Regions from separate parts of the Mus musculus genome. Here region 1 is linked to region 2. The links are chromatin contacts, called in public HiChIP or PLAC-seq maps. All regions are on one chromosome and are shown on one strand. The core of a region is the stretch at or near the end of the contact, and the rest is flanking DNA. Distances in the headings are between cores, read along the strand shown. Region 1 overlaps Bik (BCL2-interacting killer). Region 2 has its middle 35 kb from the start of A4galt.

Evidence for each region. HiChIP or PLAC-seq counts read pairs in DNA pulled down with a chosen protein or histone mark.
Region 1: a contact with region 2 is called in an H3K4me3 HiChIP or PLAC-seq map of bone marrow-derived macrophages, with 3 times the contacts expected there. The contact joins two enhancer-like sites. A contact is called at or near these places in 1 of 39 promoter capture datasets (the SN4741 cell line), 1 of 15 datasets of contacts at CTCF or cohesin (the NIH/3T3 cell line), 31 of 484 Hi-C or Micro-C datasets (3T3-L1-derived adipocytes, the C3H10T1/2 cell line, CD8 T cells and 23 more), 10 of 115 datasets of contacts at active chromatin or transcription factors (bone marrow-derived dendritic cells, bone marrow-derived macrophages, craniofacial prominence and 7 more) and 4 of 9 other capture datasets (adipose tissue, embryonic stem cells, liver and 1 more).

What each region holds. Positions count from the first base shown.
Region 1 is chr15:83,537,991-83,543,066 of GRCm38.p6, reverse strand. It overlaps Bik (BCL2-interacting killer), which reads right to left. Exons shown (of 5, transcript NM_007546.2): 2 at 1,625-1,772; 3 at 1-2. The coding sequence starts at 1,767. It also overlaps the pseudogene Gm46495. Among named protein-coding and RNA genes, the nearest start is that of Bik, 14 kb to the right of the region's middle. Within about 2 kb of position 2,971, at least 27 of the 459 cell types and tissues checked have an H3K27ac peak or open chromatin away from gene starts, as enhancers often do. A contact at or near this core is called in the MNK3 cell line, adipose tissue and bone marrow-derived macrophages, where this site is marked.
Region 2 is chr15:83,214,035-83,219,879 of GRCm38.p6, reverse strand. No RefSeq gene overlaps it. Among named protein-coding and RNA genes, the nearest start is that of A4galt, 35 kb to the left of the region's middle. Within about 2 kb of position 4,044, at least 103 of the 459 cell types and tissues checked have an H3K27ac peak or open chromatin away from gene starts, as enhancers often do. A contact at or near this core is called in the MNK3 cell line, adipose tissue and bone marrow-derived macrophages, where this site is marked.

The DNA.
Region 1 (5,076 bases), core at 1,722-4,221, 320 kb before region 2:
TTCTGCAGGAAGGCATACATAAGGCAGTTTGGTGTGGTTATGCTGGGGAGGCCATACCACACACCCAGCCTAATTTCCATGGAATTCAGGACCCAGCAAGAGGAAGGCAGTGGGATACTGGGGGAAGGAGGGAGCGGGGCGGGGGGGCTAGCAGCAAACCTCCTCGGTGTCCCTCTTATCCATGGGTGCACTTATGAGTAAGAGCCATTTCAAATGTGCCCCTGTAGGATAAACCACAGGCTACTGAGACCTATCCCAGCCTATACCCCATGTCTGCCTCTTGCGGAAGTCAGACACAAAAGTACTAGGGGATGTCTTGTGAACCTGCCCGGAAGTCAGGGACAGCTTACTTCTGCTTACTCCAGGAACTTTCCTTTAGAGAATCTTGGGGAGGGGCCTACCTGGTGAACATTGAAGAACAAGTGTGGGGTGTGTGTGCTTGGAGCCCCTTCAGTTGGCTTCCTATAGGGTCTCAGTCTATCCTGCTCCCGGAGACCTGTCCCTGGTTCCCAGTCTCAGAACACTGGTGCCTGCACCTTCTCCAGATGGAGAGCAGTAAACCAAATTCAATTCCCTCCACCATCTACACTGGTAGCACGTGCCTTCAATTTAAAGAAAATCTCAGGGGCTGGAGAGGTAGCTCAGCAGCTAAGGTACTTGTTGCTCAGGCAGACGACATGATTGTTTACAGCCACCTGTAATTTCAGTTCCAAGGGCTACAGCGTCCTCCTCTGAGTACTGCAGGCACCAGGGATGTACGAAGGGCACAGACATACGTGCAGGCAAGCACTCATGCACATAAAATAAATCTTTTAAAAACAATAAAAAGTCTCCATTGAAACAGGAGACACACTTGTGTGGTGAATACACACACAAACACACACACACACACACACACACACACACACACACACACACACACACTGAAACCAGCCTGGCTAAGCCCTTCCTGGGGTTTGCCCACACATTCCACACCAGCGACACAGCAGCTCACTGGAAAGTCCCTACAGAGGGCATCTCCAGAGCCACCTGTTCCACACACCCAGTGTCCTAGGTTTCTTCCTGATTCTGATGGTCACAAGGGTTCAAGGAACCTGGAAGGTCGCCTGGCAACCGAGTTGAGCGGATTTAGTCCCGCCTATTCCCTGAGAGACCCCCCAGGAAAACACTGTCCCCGGCTTCATTCCACTCAGGAATGGAGCAGAAAGTGAGGCGACACTGATTCCACAACCAGAGTGGCAGAGAACCCTGAAGCTGAGGGTACACGTGAAGAGCCTGTGCTGACCTGCCTATGTGCAGAAGGACTCGCCCTGGCCAGTATGGCTGCTCTCTCTTTCTGCTGGGAAATGAAGGATGGGTCTCAGAGCCTGAGCAGGGAGGGACTTGGCCTTCTGGACACAGAGGCAACAACAGATAAGCCCTCTACTAGTGAAACCAGATGGCCCAGGTTCAGGCTGCATTGTGCTGGTCCCGACACCCAGGAAACACACTGGAGCCCTGTGTGGGTGGGGGGACCTCCAGGAGCTCCTTGCCCTGTTATCTCCCCACTCCCCTTCCCCCCACTCCTCTATATAGAAGGTGCTGTTCCAACCCATGTCCAGTGGAGAGTCCAGTCAGGCCCTACCTGCCTTCCACGCACTCCATGAGGTCCACGTCTCTCACAGGCTCCTTCATGCTGGGAGTCTCAGAGGCCACTGGAGGTTGGGGGACCTGGTCGTGTGGAACAGTCTTGATGACGTCTCTGGCCATAAGTCTCGCCTCCGACATGTGTTCTGTGGGATAAAATAAGGCAGAGCGTGACTAGATCTCCAGAACTATGCACCGGTGGCTACAGACCATAGTAAGTGCTTGGTATGTGGGGCACAGAAAGCCCCCGGGAACTACAAGGCCTTGGTATATGAGTGTTCCTGACCCTCCTCTGTCCCAGAATGAGTCACAAAAACCAGAGATGCTTCCATCCAGGCTGCTCACATAAGCTGGGCTATCTTTCCCAAAGCAGGCCACCAAGCTTCAACAAGATTCTGGTCCTCTTTCCTGGTCCCTTGAAGATCAGGACGTTCAAAGACTCTGAATAGACTCCCCACTAGCCCCACCCCAGTCTGTCCAGAGCCTGCTAATGCTGTTTGCCCAGCCATAGCTCTACACACCACTGCCCCGTAGCAGACCTGAGCATCAAACCAAGTTTCTCCAAGGGCTGGGAGAAAAGCTTGTCCTTACCATGCAAGCATGAGGACTTGACTTAAGATCTCCAGAATGCAAGGCAGGACTCTGGAGGAGCTGTGTGCAGCACTACATGCCTGGAACCCCAGGACTGTGGAGCTGAGAACAGAGTCCATGGGGCTTGCTGACCAGCCAGCCCAATTTCATCAGTGAGTCCCAGTTTCCAGATCCTGTCTCAGAAACCCAAGTCACGTCTGGAGGGACGGGTTAATCAGGTAGAGACAGTGTGTACCACTCTTGCCGAGGAACAGAGTTCCATTCCCAGAATCCACATCGGCAGTTCGCAACCCCTTATAAACTCCAGGTGGAGGGGCTCAGAGCCCTCTTTCACCCTCCAAGGGCACCCACACTCTCACACACACACATATGCATACAACATACAATTATCAAATCTTCGGGGGGAGGGGACCCAAGGTGGATGGCTCCTGGGGGAACAGCAATGTTGACCTTTGCCCTCTACATGTGTGCACACACGTGTATATACACACACATGCATGCATACCCACACATAAAACATGTGTATATACAAAAGTTCTTCATGTCTCCAGGTCTTCATGCCTGAAGGCTCCCATGAGGTAGAAAAAGTGACTGTCACTTTTCTGTCTTTGACCATCTATGACAGAAACATGAACCATGTCCCCTGTAATGAGGGCAGGGGAAATATGTCAGACTCTGCTGCCCCATATCTAAGAATAACCTTCTTGCCTCTGTGGCCATTTCCTCTGAGCTGCTTGGGCCGTCATCCAACTCTCCCCGACTCCTCCTCCCCCCAGCCCTTCCAGAGTCCTCCACGCAGGCTGTGTGCCTCAGCAAATCACCAAGTCCTGGGTCTCTGAAGTGAAGATACTAAGGACCCCAGCTCTGTCCTTGGGGACAGAGGAAAGCCCAGGCACCCCTGCCCACAAAGAGACTGAAGTGAGTTCCCAAGGAGAGCGACTCCTTCGCCCTGACTTTATGAAGAACACAACTAGCGGGTTTCACTGTTTTCATCCCTGAGGGCGGAACCTGAACCTCACGCAAGACAGGGCCGTGTGTGCCACTGGGGGCAGAACTTGAACCTCACGCAGGACAGGGCTGTGTGTGCCACTGGGCCACACCTACAGCCTCATTCCTTCTTTACTTATTCTTTTCTTAGTCTCAGTGTGTGTGTGTGTGTGTGTGTGTGTGTGTGTGTGTGTGTGTGTGATGGAAGGGGACACATGCCACACTGGCCATGGGGAGGTCAGAGGACAACTCTGCAGAGCTTGTCCTCTCCTTCTGCCTTCACATGGGTTCTAGGAACCACACTGAGGTCACCAGGTTTTGTCCCCAGTGAGCCTCTTCCCAGGCCCTTGACACTCCCCCACCCCCACCACCACCTTTGAGACTAGCTTTTTTTATGTAGGCCTGGATGTCCTGGAACTTTCTCTGTAGACCAGCCTAGCCTTGAACATGAGATCTGTCTGCTCCTGCCACCTGGTGCCGGGATTAAAGGGATTCCCCACCTCCTTTAATGTCTGCTATTGCTCTGGAGTAATTATGACAAATGGGCGAAATAAGATGAGAGTCCTCCATGATCCTATGCTGGTCAGTCTTTCCTTTAAACACGCCTGTAGCCACATAGGCATCTTCCAAACCAAGGTTGCCCCACAGTACTTTGCAGCCCCCTCTCCCTCAAGCTCCTGTCAGAGGCTTCATTTTGATCTCTAACCATCTCTCAACTCCTGCTAGGACAACACCTCTACACCAGCACTCATTGAGGTCCATCAAGACCCTGTCACACATTCTCTTGCCCAGTATCCCTTGCAATGCTGGTCATGTGACCAAGTCTGGCCAGTGAGGTCTCCAAGAATTTGGACACAGGGTTGGAAGAAAGGGAACAGAGGCCAAGCTCACAGGAACACAAAGACCAATGCCGGAACCTACAAAGACCATGCTGTCCCAGGTAGAACTTTCTGCCACCAACACGACAGCATAAATACATAAACAAAATAAATCTTTAAAAAAAGATTTACTTATTTATTTTAAGTAAGTATATGAGTACACTGTAGCTGTCTTCAGACACACCAGAAGAGGGCATCAGATCCCATTACAGATGGTTGTGAGCCACCATGTGGTTGCTGGGAATTAAACTCAGGACCCCTGGAAGAGCAGTCAGCACCCTTAACCACTGAGCCATCTCTCCAGCCCTTATCTTGTATTTTCTATCCAAAGAAATATATGTGATCACCTCAGAGACCTTCTGTACAATATCAGTAGGAGGACTCATTGTGACAATGATGACTATCATTGTCACCTATCCTATAAACGAGTCACAATATATGACTAAGAAACATGGTACCTCTAGTGGAGAATCTGTTGAAAAACTTGATAATTGCTCAACTGGAAGGAGTCAAGCAGCCAACCATCAAACAAATCCAGGAGGCAGGTAACATGGAGAAGGCCCAGCATGCACTGGTTCAGAAGTACCTTTATCTCTTTGATGTTTAGAAGAATACTGTTGCCATGGCCTGGGAGGTCACTTCAGCTATGTAGAGCACATAATGGAGTACAGAGTCCCCTGGACCACTATATTTCTATGTAGGACGTGATGCATTGCAGGAAGCAAGAGCATATGACAGACGGGGTGGAGAAGTATGAGATGCAGTCATCTCTGTACAGCAGGAAACGGAGACCATTGCCACCAAGGAAATGATGGTGTGGATCTGGGCTCTTAACTGCCCAACTCAAACACTTGTAATCTCTGCCTTCAGGGGGCTAAGGCAGAGGGACTGTTTTGAGTTCAAGGCCAGTCCAGTACTTTCTAGTCCAGCCAGGGCTTCAGGGAGCAGAGACCTTTTCTTTTCTTTCTTTTTTCTTTTTTTTTTTAAAGGAAAG
Region 2 (5,845 bases), core at 2,795-5,294:
GGAGAGAGGCAGTTTTATCAAGAGTTTTAGTGAGGCAGATTGAAGAGAGAACAAATTAGACACAGGTGAAGACAGAATGGGCCAGAGAACCAGAAAGAACCAGAAAATTAGAATAGATTGCCAGAGTAAGTGTAAGGCTAAGCAGAGCATTTCAGTCAGAGGCTGAGAGAGAAGCCAGATTGAGTCAGTCATCATGGAGAAGAGTTTTGAGCCAGAACAGCTGAGTTGAATCAGCCAGCCAGAGTTCAGAAAGAACTAGAAAGGGTGAGCTTATTCAGCACTAAGTCTCAGAGGCTGGAAACATTCTAGGCCTGGATAAGATTGTACAGAGGCTAGAAGTTTCCAGGACTAGGCCCAGGTTGCCAGACTGAGGCAGTAAGCCTCAGAGACAGTTACTACAGGAGAATGGAAGTTACATATATACCCTACAGGCTGTGTGACACTGGCTCAGCCAACTTTACTGTACCTGTGAGCCAGAATCAGCGTGCTTATGTCCTGCCCACCAGCTGGGGTCATAACTTCTACCTTATCATCAGTCTGCCATTCTTGGGTCATATCTGGCTGGTGTCACAGAGACAACAGCCTACTAACCACCTACTCTAGCTTAGAACACTACCTCTAGGTTTTGGGTGACAGCAGCATATTTGTACACACTGTGTTGTGTTGCTGAGCCAATGTAGGGACAAAGTTGGGTGTGTCATCTTGACTCCAGAGGGCCGTCCCCAAGTTCCATCACTATAGAGAGAATGTCTTGTGTACTGTATAGATACATCACCTGTCAATTGAAAAGCCTATGGCCTGTAGCTTAGGCTGGAAATTGGAGGTGAGACATCTGGGAGACAGAGAGAATTCTGGGATAGAGCCAGGCAAATGATTTGCCTGGGAAGATGTGATGAGACAGATGCTTGGTACCTGAGCATAGGTAAGCAGCCACATATGGGTTATAATAAATGGGATGTCTTAAGTTATAGCTAGTGAGAGAAGCGTTTAGCTGTATATATATTTATAAATATATTTTGAGTCTGAGTCTTATTTCTGGAAGCATGCGGATGGGTGGAAGAACTGGCCATAACTTCCACACATTGCCCTTCACCCCAGGGCAAAACCAGGTGGGTGGAGCTAAAAAGCAAAGATACAGTTGAGCGCATGGTACTTACCTAGCCTGCACGAAGTCCTGGGTTTGATATGACCTAATCCATTACACATATACCCAACGTGTTGGTGAATGCCTGTAATCCCAGGATTTGAGGAATGAAAGCAAATAAGACAGGCTGTAGCTTGGTTGGTAGAGCACCTGCCTAGCATGTACATAGAGTTCAGTTCCCGACACCGCACAAACTGAGCCTGCTGACCCACATCTACAGAACCTGTAATTCCCAGCACTTAAGAGGTGGAGGCAGGGAAGGGAGATCAGGAGTCTGAGCTCATCCTTGGCTATACAACGCGTTTGAGGCCAACGTAGGCTGCATGAGTCCCTGTATCAATACAGAATCCAGAATCTTTTATGTGTATGAATATTTTGCCTGCGTGTATATATGTATCTGTGTATATGTGTGTGTGTATGTGTGTGTGTGTGTACCTGTGTACTACATGTGTTTCTGGTGCCCTCTAAGACCAAAAGAAGCATATTCCCCAAGAACTGAAGTTACAGGCACCACAGGGTGCTGAGAATCAAACCTGGGACCTCTGCAAGAGGAACTAGTAGCTCTTAACCACTAACCCATCCCTCTAGCCCCAGCATGGTTCATAGTTTAATCCCAGCACTTGGGAAGCAGAGGCAGGTGGATCTCTGAGATCAAGGCCAGCCTGGTCCACATAGCAAGTTCCAGGCTAGCCAGGGCTATGCAGAGACCCTTTCCTTTCTCAATAGCAACACAATGGTATGCAGTGATGTCACAGGGGCTGTGGGCCTCAGTGACTGAACCTGAGGTTCACCTGCAGATGTGTGGTGTCAACATTGTGTGTATCAACCTAGACCTCCATTCTGGAACTCCCTCAACCTCTCTCAGTCAAAAGAAACCCTGGACTACTAACTGTCTATTTAAAGAGACAAACCAGCCCTTGTGGTGTCATTGTCTGGGGATGATAGCAGGATAGTTAGGTAGGCTACATCCGTTTTTCTATTTTTCTATTTAAAATAATTTTTATATCACATTTATTTATTTTATTTATTTATTTCTCTGAGTGTGTGCATGTTTGTGTGTGTGTCATGGTATGAATGAATGACTTTAGGGAGTCACTGTTCTCTTCCACCTCAGGATACTAGGCTACGTGGATTGACAGAGTGAGTGTGTGTGTGTGTGTGTGTGAGAGAGATTGTATATATGTGACTGTGTGTAAGATCCTATGTGTATGTGACTATGTATGAGTGAGTGTGTGGGAGTATGTGTAGCATTGTATGAGTGTATGTGAATGTTTGAGTGTGTGTGTGTGAACGTGTGTGTGCGTGTCTGTGAGTACATGTGTGTGAGGGTGTGAATGTGTGTGAGTGCATGTGTTTATGTGTGTGTGAGTGCATGCGTGTATATTTGTGTGAGTTTTGTGTGTTAGTGAGTGTGTATTTGAGTGTGCGTGTGATTGTGTATGTGAGACTGTATGTGTATGTGACTGCGTATGAGTGAATGTGTGGGAGTATGTGTGGCATTGTGTGAGTGTGTATGAATATTTGAGTGTGTGTATATGTGTGTATGTATATGTGTGTCTGAGTGCATGTGTGTGTGAGGGGTGTGAATGTGTGAGAGTACGCGTGTTTATGTGTGTGTGAGTGTTGTGTGTGAGTATGTATATGAATATATATGTGTGTGTGTGGTGTGTATATATGTGTAGAGGTGGACACTACCTGTTTTCTTATGTCCCTAAATCATGCTCCACTTTCTTTTTTTCTCCCCTTTATTTTCACTTTATCTGTATGGGTGTTTTGCTAGCATGTATGTGTCACATGTATGCAGTGCCTTCAGAGGCTGGAAAAACATGTCAGATCCCCTGGACTAGAGTTGCAGGTGGTTACGAGCCTCCATGTGTGTACTCGAGACTGAACCAGGGTCTGCTGCGAGAGCAGTCAGGGCTATCTCTCCAGTCCCCTGAACCTGGAGCTCACTAATTAGCTAGGTTGGCTGGTCAGTGAGCCCCTGAGACCCGCCTGTGTGTATTTCCTCAGCACAGGGATGACAGAAGTGGTCCACTCCCAGCAGCCTTTGCCCCAATGGGTTCTTATAAATCTTTCTTTTCTTTTTAAAAGATTTTTTTATTTATGTATGTGAGTACACTGTAGCTGTACGGATGGTTGTGAGCCTTCATGTGGTTGTCTTTTTTAGGACCTCTGTTCTCTCTGGTCAACCCCGCTCATTCCGGCCCAAAGATTTATTAGTATACGTACATACACTATAGCTGACTTAAGACGCACCAGAAGAGGGTGTCAGATCTCCATGTGGTTGCTGGGATTTGAACTTAGGACCTCTGAAGAGCAGACAGTGCTCTTTACCCACTGAGCCATCCTGCCAGCCTGGGTTCTGAGTATCCAACTCAGATCTTCATTCTTGTATTCCACACGCTTCACTCCTGAGCCTTCTCCCTAGGTCTTTTCCTGGCTTTCTGCTTCTCCTCAGGTGGTCCAGTCTGACTAGGCACTGACGCCTATAGCATTGCTCATCCCAGAGAGGGCTACAACTGAGGCTGTGCTCCTGGAACCAACCAGCAGCATCCTGTCTTTTCGACAGTAAACCTCTGTGTCTCACAGGCCCAGCACTGGCCTGCTTCCTTTCTGCTGTGCTAGAGGCTCCGACCATCCCCTCCCCCATTTCTGTCTTGCTATACCCCAACCCTTTCCTTTATTAGCCTTCCCATTCTGTCCCCTACCCCCCAGGGAAATCCCCAGCTGTCCACCAGACTTCAGAGAAACCACATGAGCCTAAATATTTCTTCGCTGGGAAGTGCTATATCCTAGGCATGCTGGGAAATCAGGCTTAAAGGGAAAACTCAGAGTCAATTAAAAAAATGACTCATGTTTTGGTAAAAGGGGGTAAAAGGAATAATATTTCATAAGCTTTCTCCTGGATACTGTACAACAGCTATAAACTCTCTGGCCTCTCAGAGAGACTGCAAGAAACCCTGTCTCCAAGCAGAGGCTCATTTTTTCCATTTGGACTCTTTTTATTTTTTCCATTTCAGTTTTAAATGTAGTCTAACCCACAGATCCATCATGAAAGGTCAGGACTGGGGTTAAGGGAAAGCATATCTGAGGGAATGAGAGAAGATGGGTGAGCATACAGCCCAGCCCTGCTGCCCCCGGCAACCACAGGACTGGCAGGGACCAGAGATAGCCTGGGCTGGCTGCTGGACTCCCAGCCAGGCAGCATCTTCCGGAACATGAGAGTTTCAGGCATGAAACAGACAGATAGAGTTAATAGCAACTCAGACAACAAAGGCTTGGCTTTTCTGAGATGAGAGGCTAGAACATGGAGAGTGGGGGTTCAATTAGTGATGTCCCCTAAGTCATCTGAACTTTCCAGGCTTCTGAAATCTCTCTCTGCCTCTGGATGTCCAGCTTTTGTTTCATGATTCCCCAGTGGCTGTTCCAGCTACTGTCATTGCATCCACATTTACCCTGCAGAGCTCACCTGGAGATCGCCACTTCCTTGCCACTCCTGTGTTTTACTTCTTCTTCTTCTTCTTCTTCTTCTTCTTCTTCTTCTTCTTCTTCTTCTTCTTCTTCTTCTTCTTCTTCTTCTTCTTTTTGTTTTTTTTTGTTTTTTTTTGTTTGTTTGTTTGTTTGTTTGTTTTGTTTTTTTTCGAGACAGGGTTTCTCTGTATAGTCCTGGCTGTCCTGGAACTCACTTTGTAGACCAGGCTGGCCTCCAACTCAGAAATCCGCCTGCCTCTGCCTCCGGAGTTCTGGGATTAAAAGCGTGCGCCACCACACCCAGCTGTGTTTTACTTCTTATTTGTTTTTATGTTATAAGTACAAGTGCTTCCCTGCATGTGTGTGTGTGTACCATATGCTTGCCTGGTGCCCATGGATACCAGAAGGGGGAATCAGATCTCCTGCACCTTGAGTTACAGGTGATTATGAGTCACTATGTAGGTACTGGGAACTAAACCCCATTCTCTAGAAGAAAAGCAAGTACTCTTAACCACTAAGCCATCTCTCCAGCCCTGAATGAATAAATGAGTGAATGAGTGAGTTTGAGGCAAGGTATCACTATGTAGCCTGGAGCTCAGATTTAGACCAGGCTGGCCTCAAACTCAGAGAGATCTGCCTGCCTCTGTCACCTGAGTGCTCGGATTAAAGGTGTCTGCCACCAGGACTGGCCACATTTCTGCCATTATTGACTAGGCTATACTCGCCGTAGCTGCAAGAGGAGCTGGGAAAAATAGTTGTTAGTTAAGAAAACAAGTACTAAGTTAACTGTCTAGTGCAAGGCTGTAGAGATGGCTTGGTGGTTTAAAGCACTTGTTGCTCTTGCAGAAGACCTAGGTTCAGTTCCCAGGACCCACATGGTGGCTCACAACCATTTATAACTCTAGTTTCATGGGATCATGGGGAGCCTTCTTCTGACCTCTACAAGTACCAGGCACTCATGTGATGCACATACATACATGTAGACAAAATACTCATACACATAAAAATAAATACGAAAAATTATTAAAAAATTAAATAGATTTAAGCATCTATTGTTCTATAAGAGAGAAGTCAGCCATGCCTGTCACAAGAACTTTCTGTCAGTTGCAGGCCAGGGGCTGTGACAATGGCTCAGTGGGTGCTGCACAAGTTTGAGGAACCAAGTTTGGGTCCCTAGCACTAGAAGCTAGGCATGGCAGCTTGCACCAGAAACCCTGTGCTGAAGAG